Linked DNA regions of Mus musculus: region 1 is linked to region 2. Evidence: chromatin contacts called from public HiChIP or PLAC-seq data. All regions are on one chromosome and are shown on one strand. Each heading gives the region's core, a stretch centred on a gene start, on an enhancer-like site or on the middle of the called end of the contact. The rest is flanking DNA. Distances are from core to core; before and after follow the strand shown.

Region 1 (4,575 bases), core at 866-3,365, 630 kb before region 2:
TCTCCAGCCTCCCTATATCAATTGTTTAAGATCCAGTAAACCACCAGGGGTTAAAGTCATAGAAGAAAGACAGGCCTGGATTGGAAAGAACTATAAATCGTTCCTGAGTGGCACTGTGCCTGGACAGGATAATGTCATTCCCCAAGGACGGTCAGGACAAAGGTGAAGAGAGAAATGCTATGCGCTGATACCATGGATTCCTTTAATGACTGCGTTGAGTGGACTTGCCAAGCCCACACCTGGGGAGGTGGAGGTGGAGGTAGGAGGACTAGGGATTGAGGTTACTGTGCTCAGCTACATAGCCAAGTTCAAGGATGGCCTGGACTGCGTAAGACCCTGTCTCAGCAGTTCCTAGAGTCCTGTAATGCTCATCTAGGCTTTGATGTTTATTAAATGCTTTCTTACTTTGAATTCTTTGGTGCTTTGGACAAATGCCTTTTTGGATTTATTACATTAGTATCCTATGAATGTTGGATACATTTTTAGTAAAAAAGTGAATGACTGTGTGAACAAATAAACCCACCGGTGACTTCATGAATGTATTTGTGAGTGAATGAATTCCTGGGTGATTTTGTGAATGAGTGAATGAATTCCTGGGTGATTTTGTGAATGAATGAATTAGCAGATGCATTCCTGGGCAAATGGATTCCTGGGTGATTTTGTGAATGAGTGAGTGAATTCCTGGGTGATTGTTGTGAATGAAAGACTTTGTGGATGATTTTGTGAATGACTAAAGGCAGGGGTGGACTTTGTAAATAAATGCACTCAAGCACGATTGAGGAAATGAATTAATGACAGGAGAGGAGGGAGATCTTGGCCTTTTCAATGGGTCTGTGACCTTTCCTCCTGGATCAGGTCTGCCTCTAACTAAAACAGCCCCCTTAAGGCTGGCCAGCTGAAGTTCCACGTGCACGCGCGCACACACGCATGAGTACACACACACACACACACACACACACACACACACACACTGCCCAAGCACGCTCTGGGTCTCACTGTCTCTTTGCTGGCTTCTCGCCCATCCTCAGCATATAGACAATCTACAAGAGAAGAAAAGGCTGTATTTTCAGATAGAAAAATTTGGTGGCTTTGAAAAAATTGAGTGTTTACAGCACCACCACAACATTTCCATCAGCAATAGCGCCCTGGACATCATCGAGAAATACTTCTGTGAGGTGAGTAAGGAGACCCTTGTGTTGTGGGGCTGGCTCTTGGTGGCCGTGCTTCCACCATTATCCTGTGAACCCGGCTGGTCCCCGTTCTACAGGTGGCCTTTGAGTATCAGGAAGCTTGTCTGGGAGCTGGGGCATGGCTCAGATGATCCAGTGCTTGCTATGCAAGTGTGAGGACCTAAATTTGAGCCCATGTGAGAAACCCAGGCTTGTTGATCCATGTTTAGAATCCCAGTCCTGGGTGAGCACGGATGTTTGACCCAGTGCTTAGTCAGTCTAGCTAAACAGATCCCAATCCAGGGAGAGATGCAATGCAAAATTAAACACACCGCAGAGGCGTCGTCGGCAAGATGGATGATGGGTGGTGTCTTAGTTAAGGTTTCTATTGCTTCAATGAAACACAATGACCAAAAGCAAGTTGGGGAGGAAAGGGTTAATTAGGCTTAAGCTTCCACATCACTGTTTGCTACTGAAGGAAGTCAGCACAGGAATTCAACCATGGTAGGAGCCTGGAGGCAGGAGCTGACAGGATTCCCTTCAGGCCTCTCTTAGGCAATTTCTTTCTTTCTCTCTCTCTCTCTCCCTCTCTCTCTCTCTCTCTCTCTCTCTCTCTCTCTTTCTTTCTTTTATTTTCTATTGCTTACTAGCTTGCTTGCTCACTTGCTTGCTTGTGAGTGCTCTGTCTGCATGTACACCTGCAGGCCAGAAGAGGGCATCAGATCCCTTTATGTATAGATGGTCATGAGTCACCATGTGGTTTCTGGGAATTGACTCGGGACCTGTGGAAAATCAGTCAGTGCTCTTAGCTGCTGCACCCCCTCACCAGCCCTGGAGACATTTTCTTAATTAAAGTTCCCTCCTCTCAAATGATACGAGACTATCCTCAACGTCTGTGTAAAGGCGCTCCATGTCAGGCTTGAGGACTGGCATCCCTGGGACCCATGTACGTGATAGGAGAATCATGACTCCTGCCGATTGTCCCTAACCTCATGCACAGGGTACACACACACACACACACACACACACACACACACACACACACTGTTTAAGCAACACAAATAGCTCCTATGGAATGACAACTGAGGTTGGCCTTAGCCTTCCTAGGGCACACAAAGCCAGTCTACACCCATGGGAGCTTATCTCTTGGTTTCTGGTTTTAAACTGTCTTTCCCTTGCCTCCCCCGCCCCCCCTCGAGCCCCACCCAGGGGAATAGGAGTGGAAGGGACAAAGGACAATACTCTGAAAGAGATTTTTCTAAGAATGCAAACAATGCCGTCTGGCCCAGCTTTTGGGGGAAACCATTTCAACACTACATTTTGTCTCTTTCTAGAACACATAAGTTTGGGAATGAGTTACTCCATAAAATGTCTGAGTTGTCTGTGGCCTGGGGAAGTAGAGATCAGATAGAGGTTTCTGTAAAGGTCTATCCAGTGGTAGGATATAAATAACATAAAGTTTACCAGGTGACCACTTCGCAGGGGGAGATGACGCAGGCCTGTAACCCCAGCACTCAGGAAGTAAAAGCTGGGAAGGTCGGGAGTTCAAGGCCATCCTCAAGTGCATAGGGAATTCAAGGCAGTGGAGACTTTGAAGACATCCTTAGTTGGTGACATGTTTGCCAGACAAGTATGAGGGCCAAGGCTTGTAATCTGACATCCATGTAAAACTCTGGGCAAGGCACAGGCACCTGGAATCCCACTGTTTGGAAGACAGAGACGGGGGGCTTGATGGCCATCCAGTCTATCCAAACTGGAGGGCTCCAGATTTAGTGAGAGACATCCACCCCCAAAAGACGAAGGTGGAGTGTGATTGAGGAAGACACCAGAAGTCAACCTCTGGCCCCTGTACACACGGGTGCACGTGACCCTGTGCGCATGGTAGTTACACATTCTGCACATGCGCACATGGCTCGTTTGATTCCTCTTCCTCGAGAACCTGATTCTGCGCATGCGCACAGGTCTTGTTTGATTCCTCTTCCTTGAGGACCTGAGACAGTGCAAGTGCATAGCAGCAGATAGTAGAGAACTGAGGCTGGGCGGAGTGGGAGCTAGGCGTTAGTGTGAGCGAGGACAGAGTTTCAGTTAGGGAAGAGGGAGAGGGAGAGCGGTGATGGGTGGGTGGGGGGGGGGGGTCACAGCACACGTGTTCTCAATGGCAGCCAAGTCTGCTTAAAAATCCACAAGATGGAACTGGTAAAACGGCTCGGGGTGTAAAGGTGCTAAGGTGCTTACTGCCTCACCTGAGGGGCTGAGTTCAATTCCCAGGACCTAATTAGTGCAAGAGAGCCAACTGCCACAAGTTGACCTCTAACCCCTCCACACATGCTGTGGAATGTGTACATGTGTGCATTCTCTCTCTCTCTTTCTCTCTCTCTCTCTCTCTTTCTCTCTCTCTCTCTCTCTCTCTCTCTCTCTCACTCACTCACTCTCTCTCTCACTCACTCACTCTCTCTCTCTCTCCCTCTCTCTCCCCCTCCCCCTCCCAAAAATATTTTTAATTATTAGACTGAAAGTAGACATATTAGTGAGGTCCACCACTGTAATCCTAGCATGTGGGAGGTAGAAGCAGGCACAGTAGAAATTTTAGACCAGCCTAGGCTACATGGGAGTCTCTCAAAAAAAAAATCAGGCATGATGGTGCACGCCTTTATTCCCAGCACTCAGGAGGCAGAGGCAGGTAGATCTCTGTGAGTTTGAGGCCAGCCTGGTCTACAAAGGGAGTTCTAGGGCAGCCAGGGCTACACAGAGAAACCGTGTCTCAAAAAAAAAAAAAATTCAAGGGGGTCAGACATGGTGGTGTTCATCTGTAATCCCAAACTGAGGAAAGCTGGAAGTCAGAGGCTAGTCTGGACTGCACAATACAAACCTTGGCTCAAAAGAGGAAGTAGACAGACATCAGTTGTTTGTATTGTACTGCATACGCAACTATGTTCAGAGCCCATCAATACTGTAGCAGCTCCCCCCTCCTCCCTTGAACAGTGCTCCCCTCCCCCATCCTGCTCCCCATCTCCTCCTCCTCCCTTTCTCCTCAGAGGAGGGCAGGCCTCCCATGGAGATCAACTAGCCTTGGCATAGCAAGTTGCAGTAGGACTAGTATCTTCTCCTGTTCAGGTTAGATGAGGCAGCCCAGTACAGGGAAAGGGATCTAAAGGCAGGCCACAGAGTTAGAGACAGCCTTTACTCCCACTGTTAGGAGTCACACATGACAACCAAGCTGCACAACTATAACACATATGCAGGAGGCCTAAGTCAGTCCCATGCATTCCCTGGTTGGCAGTTCAGTCTCTGGGGGCCCCTCTGGGCCCAGGTTAGTTGGTTCTGTAAGTTTCCTTGTGGTGTCCCTGACGCCGTTTAGCCCATCTTTAGCCCTTACAAGTGCTGATGTTCTAGGTACATGTGCCAT
Region 2 (4,987 bases), core at 1,766-4,265:
CATAGCTTTGTGGTTGAGTACCTACCCAGCCAGAATCCCCCTATGAGGGCGTAGGGCACAGCTTAGCAGTAGAACACTTGCCTAGCATAAGCAAGGCCTTGGGTTCTATAAATACAAAACTGGCCATTCTAAAAAGATTTTCAGGAAGCAGGAAGATCGTAAGTAGGAAGTTATTTCCACAAAGTTGAGTTTGATATGCCCAGATAATCAATGCAAAGATTTGCATACACTTGAGAACTTCAATCTCTGATCAAATTCCAACCATGGCGATCTAACTGGGCCATCTGAGATCCTCACTGGCTTTATGACAGCTTGTTAAACTGTCCTCTCTGGCTCGGAACTGGTGCTGCCAAGCTGCGGGCTGTTAAAGGTTAAGCTTCCGCTCTCTTTCCAGCTCCTCGGATGACTGCCTGGCAGTGGAGGGTGAAATGACCTCATTCGTCAGAAGGAAGACACAGAAAGAGGTTCTGAGACAAAAAGGGGATCTGCCAAGGAAAGACAAGGAGTTTTCAAGTTCAAATAAAAGCCAGAAGACACCCTTGGTGAACCCTAATATGTAATGGTAGTAATTATAGAGTCCTGCTTACCACCCCGCATATGACAAGTGAACCCCAGTTGGCACATTTTCTGAGCCAGCTCCTAAAGATCCTTTAAAGACATGGGGAGCGTCTCCCACTGCCTCCAACATAGGGCTGAGGTGTTATTCCCTCCACCATGCAACCCACACCAACCACCATTTGCTTCCCAAGCCAGATATGTTTTATAGCCTGCAAAACGTGATAAGACTGCCCCAGAGTCCAAGTGCTTGTGTCTGTTCTAAGTCCAGAGTCATCCCATACTTTCAGTGTTTCCATCTGGGGCACACAGTGCTTTCTTTGTGTGTATTTCCCAGTGAACTTTATCCTGGAGCAGTTTAGAAGCTTCGTATCCTCCAAGCTCATAAACAAAGCAATCGTACCTGGACAGCTTTTAAAAATAAAGCCTTGCCCACTCCGGCTGAGTTCAAGTCTCAAGCGCTGAGTGTGTTTTCTGCTAGGAGAAGGTTGCTGTGGCCCTGGAGTCTGGGTCACCTCAGTCCTAGGTGTGTACTCTAGGACATGTTCAGAGCTGGGTTGGGTGTGACTGGGTAGACAACAGGAAGCACCAGGAAGGACTAGGGAGACAGCTCAGTAGTTAAGAACACTGGCTGTTCTTCCAGAGGACCTAGGTTTGTTTCCCAGTACCCACATGATGGTCACAACCTTCTGCAACCCAAGTTTCAGGGAATCTGAAGCCCTCTTCTGACCTCTGACATATGCACCAGGCATGTACATATATATGTATCAGTCACAGATGACATACATGCAGTCCAAGTAGCTTACACATAAAATAAAAGTTTTAAATAATGTGCCAGGAGCCACACACCTACATGGCCTCTACAAGATGAAAGAAAGCACAGACATCCTAGACGCCTCAGCCGACCTGGGGGCTGAGGAAATGGGTCAGTTTGTAAAGTGCCTGTGGTGCGAACATTGGGACCTGGGTTCCATCTGCGGAACCCATGTGAAAAGCTACATACAGTAGATATGCTCTTGTACTCCCAGTGCTGGGAATTTGGGAGACAGGTGGATTCATGGGGCTTGTGGAGACTTGATAGCCATCAGTCTATCCTTTTTAGCTACTTCAGTAAGAGACTCTGTCTCCAAGATATATATAGTAGATATCGGCTGAGGAATGACGCCCAAGGTTGACTTCTTGTAACACACACACACACACACACACACACAGAGGAAATTTTTAGACAGTCTTGTGATTTACATAGTTGTAAAGCATGGGATTTTAAACTTATTCTTAATGTTCTGTTATTCCAGTAATCAGATCTTGGCGTTAGTTACTTTTTTTGGCACCCCGGAACTTTCAAAATTGTGGGTGGCTCCATCCATGAGAAACCATGCCCCGTGGACCTTCAATCAGGGAAACCGATTCGTAGGAGGTATGTGGAAGTTACTCAAAGGCAGAGAGCTTAGAGGATTCACCTGCGGAGGATGTGAGCCTCGAGCTTTCAGAGCCAGCACCTTGTGGCGGACACTAGACCAAAGACCTAGAAGCCCAAAGGTCCAGGTCCTGTTCTAAAAGACACCACAGTGTAGGGGCTTGGCTGGAACTCTGGGAGGGCCGGGAGAGGGCGAACAGAGGTATTACCTCCACTGCCAAGCCTTAGGCGAGATGGCCTGGTCCACTGGGTCCAGCCACCTCGCCTTGTACTGCTCCAGCCTCGCCCACCAGGCTGCTCAGCCACGCCCACACGAGGAAGACTCTCCCATTCCCTTGCCTGCCTCAGCTGGGGCTGTCTAAACCACGCCATCCTCGCTTCAGCACCGCCCATCGGTCTGCTAGACCGCGCCCACCGGCTCAACTCTGCGGTGCCACTCTGGCGGACACAGCTAGGGCGACTTCGTTCACTCCGTCCCTTCTTGTTTCGGCCACGCCCATCCGCCATCTAGGCCACGCCCATCAGTCCATTTCAGGTGGGGGGAGTAAGGGCGCGTCCCCTCCCCTTGGCTTCTCCCTCTTGTTGGCCTCTCAGACCCCACCCCCGCTCCACGTCTCAGCTGGGGCCAATCAGTCCGGCGCGCTGGCCGGGCTTCTGCTCCGCTTAGCAAGCCCCTAGGCCACGCCCACCTAGCGCAACAAGTCTCTTCCAGGTTCCCCCGGTTGCCCCAAAAGATCGACCCTCCCACCAGGCTGTCTCCGCGCGAGGCCGCCCCGCCCACTCTAGAGTACTCAGCCTAGGCCCCGCCCACCTCAGGTGGGGCTGCCCCGCCCTCTGGCCGTACGGCCCCGCCCACTCCGCCCGCCTCAGGTGGGGCTGCCCGTCCCTTTGCTCGTCCCAGCCTTGGCAGGCTACGTCTACCTCGCAGCTCCTTACAGACCGAAGCGCCGCAAAGTTTTGACATTTTGGCAGCAGAGACGCGCACTGACTCTCTCCCGCTGACAGCTGTGGCGGCGGCCGACTCTCAAGGACCACTCAGTCTCAAGTCCTAGGCGCTCCCGCCGCCCGGCGGCCACGAGGCCCCGCCGCGTCCTCCCGCGCTCGCCCTCCCGGAGGCTGCAGCCATGTCTCGGGGGCCGGAGGAGGTGAACCGGCTCACGGAGAACACGTACCGGGTAAGTGTGGGACTTTGCGGAGCTCGAGACGGGAGACCGGGGGGATCCGGGACTCTGTGGTTCCAGGCTGAGGGCGGAGGCTGGGAGGCCCGGAGACTTGGGAACTCCAGGGTTCGAGGCCAGGAACGTGAGCCCGGACAAGCAGCTGACCATTGTCGCCAGCGGGGTCGGTCGAGATTCTTTTTCGCTTTTGAGATAAAGTGGGGACTTTACATGATAAGGGCCTCCCCTTCCCCCTTGGACCCTTGGAGACTCCCAGGGACCCCACATTTCCCGTGTTGGGGGAAGGGGATTGGAGACGTGGACGACAATCCGCGGGGTCCCCGAGAGGTTCTTATCCTCCCCCAACTTCTCTTTGTGGTCAGTGACTGCGCTGGTCTGACCGCTGGGGCTAACCCCTCCCCAGATCCAAAAGAGAGAGAGAAAAGAGACAAGCTCGAGTTTCCTCGGAGAAAAGAAAGAATGTAGGGGAGAAACTCCTCCGTAATTAGGAATCCATCGCCAGGTGAGCCTGGCTCCCTCGGCTCAGGGAATTTTCTAGGCTGCCAGGGAATCTGCTCCTGGGAAGACTTGAAACGCCTTCGCCCTCTTGGACTCTTTCATACAGTAGCTTTTAAGTTCGATTTGGCTTTTGATTACTTTTTGTTTAGCGTTTTGACAGTTTTATACATCTATATACAATTATTATGAGCATGTTCGCCCGCAGTTGGACTGTTTCTACGTTCATGATTTGGGGAGGTTATTGGAGTCAGAGAGCACTGAGATTTTAATAAGAATTGACTTAAGCTGACAGAACGTGTGGTGATTGGTCGCTTAACTGGCATGTTATGTGAGAGAATTTTTCCAGAAACAGACATGGGATTAGTGGCCAGTTTAGTAAGTTTAAGTACTTATAAATGAATTCCATTTGAAATGAGATATCCGTTTAATCATCTGCTATTAATAGAATACAAAACAACTTTTGTTTTAATTCCACTTAGGTCCACTGAACCCCTGAGATTTAAAGTTCTCTAAATTTACTTGTAGTCATGATTAAAACCCACTCTTTGGTCATTTCTCTAGATTCTTTTTTCACCCACTCTTTGGTCATTTCTCTAGTTTTTTTTTTTTCACCCCTAAAATTGAGTTTCTAGATTTGCAAGGTCTTAGTTCCTGAAATCAGAATTTATTGAGTTGCTGGAAAATCATTTTAAAGCAGCATGAAAATATTTTCAGAATTCATTGTGGCTCCAAATCATATCCACCCCTCCATGTGTGCACTATAACATTTATTCTAGATAGACAAAGTAGACTGTATTATTATGATTTTGAAGGTTCACAACTGTGACCAAAACCTGTTCCTATTAGTGTGCTTCCTTAATTAAATGATAATTTTTAGAAATGCCAGAAATTTGAATGTTTAAAGCCTTGTATTTGGATTGGCATTGTTCAGACTTAAATGATGTGAAGCCGGTAGAACTGGGGTGTGGGGTGTCGACAGAGTATGGAAGTAAAATGCCCTAGCGTGGGGGAGACAAGATACTCAGATGAATACTCAGTCAAGGAAAAACCATAACTGAGGAATGTGGGTTATTTATTGTAGTCTGTGCGTGGAATCCGAGCATCTGCTGCAGTGGAAAACACAGGCACAGTTAAGTTTCTCAAACACAATTGATTGTTTATCTTGCTGGTCTGGAAAGAAAATGTCAACTTTAGACAAGCAATCAGATGCCCTGAGCAAACTGTTCTTTTTCTCACTTCTGACTGAGAAACCTTTGGTTGGTGTGGGCAGGCAGATTACAGTACCACAAAAATGAACCACCTTGGCCTGTCTTTCTACCCACAGAGCTGGAGTAAGAGG

Evidence for each region. HiChIP or PLAC-seq counts read pairs in DNA pulled down with a chosen protein or histone mark.
Region 1: a contact with region 2 is called in an H3K27ac HiChIP or PLAC-seq map of extraembryonic endoderm stem cells, with 2.9 times the contacts expected there. The contact joins the enhancer-like site here to the promoter of Dmrt1i in region 2. A contact is called at or near these places in 3 of 39 promoter capture datasets (embryonic stem cells, hippocampal neurons and stem cell-derived epiblast-like cells) and 2 of 115 datasets of contacts at active chromatin or transcription factors (extraembryonic endoderm stem cells and pancreatic cancer cells).

The regions. Positions count from the first base shown.
Region 1 is chr5:144,986,286-144,990,860 of GRCm38.p6, reverse strand. Kpna7 (karyopherin alpha 7 (importin alpha 8)) reads left to right here. Exons shown (of 12, transcript NM_001347531.1): 10 at 1,029-1,175. Among named protein-coding and RNA genes, the nearest start is that of Kpna7, 19 kb to the left of the region's middle. Within about 2 kb of position 2,115, at least 50 of the 459 cell types and tissues checked have an H3K27ac peak or open chromatin away from gene starts, as enhancers often do. A contact at or near this core is called in extraembryonic endoderm stem cells and pancreatic cancer cells, where this site is marked.
Region 2 is chr5:144,355,951-144,360,937 of GRCm38.p6, reverse strand. Dmrt1i (Dmrt1 interacting ncRNA) reads right to left here and starts at 3,015. Exons shown (of 2, transcript NR_102374.1): 1 at 2,894-3,015; 2 at 1-485. Baiap2l1 (BAI1-associated protein 2-like 1) reads left to right here and starts at 2,826. Exons shown (of 14, transcript NM_025833.3): 1 at 2,826-3,147. The coding sequence starts at 3,097.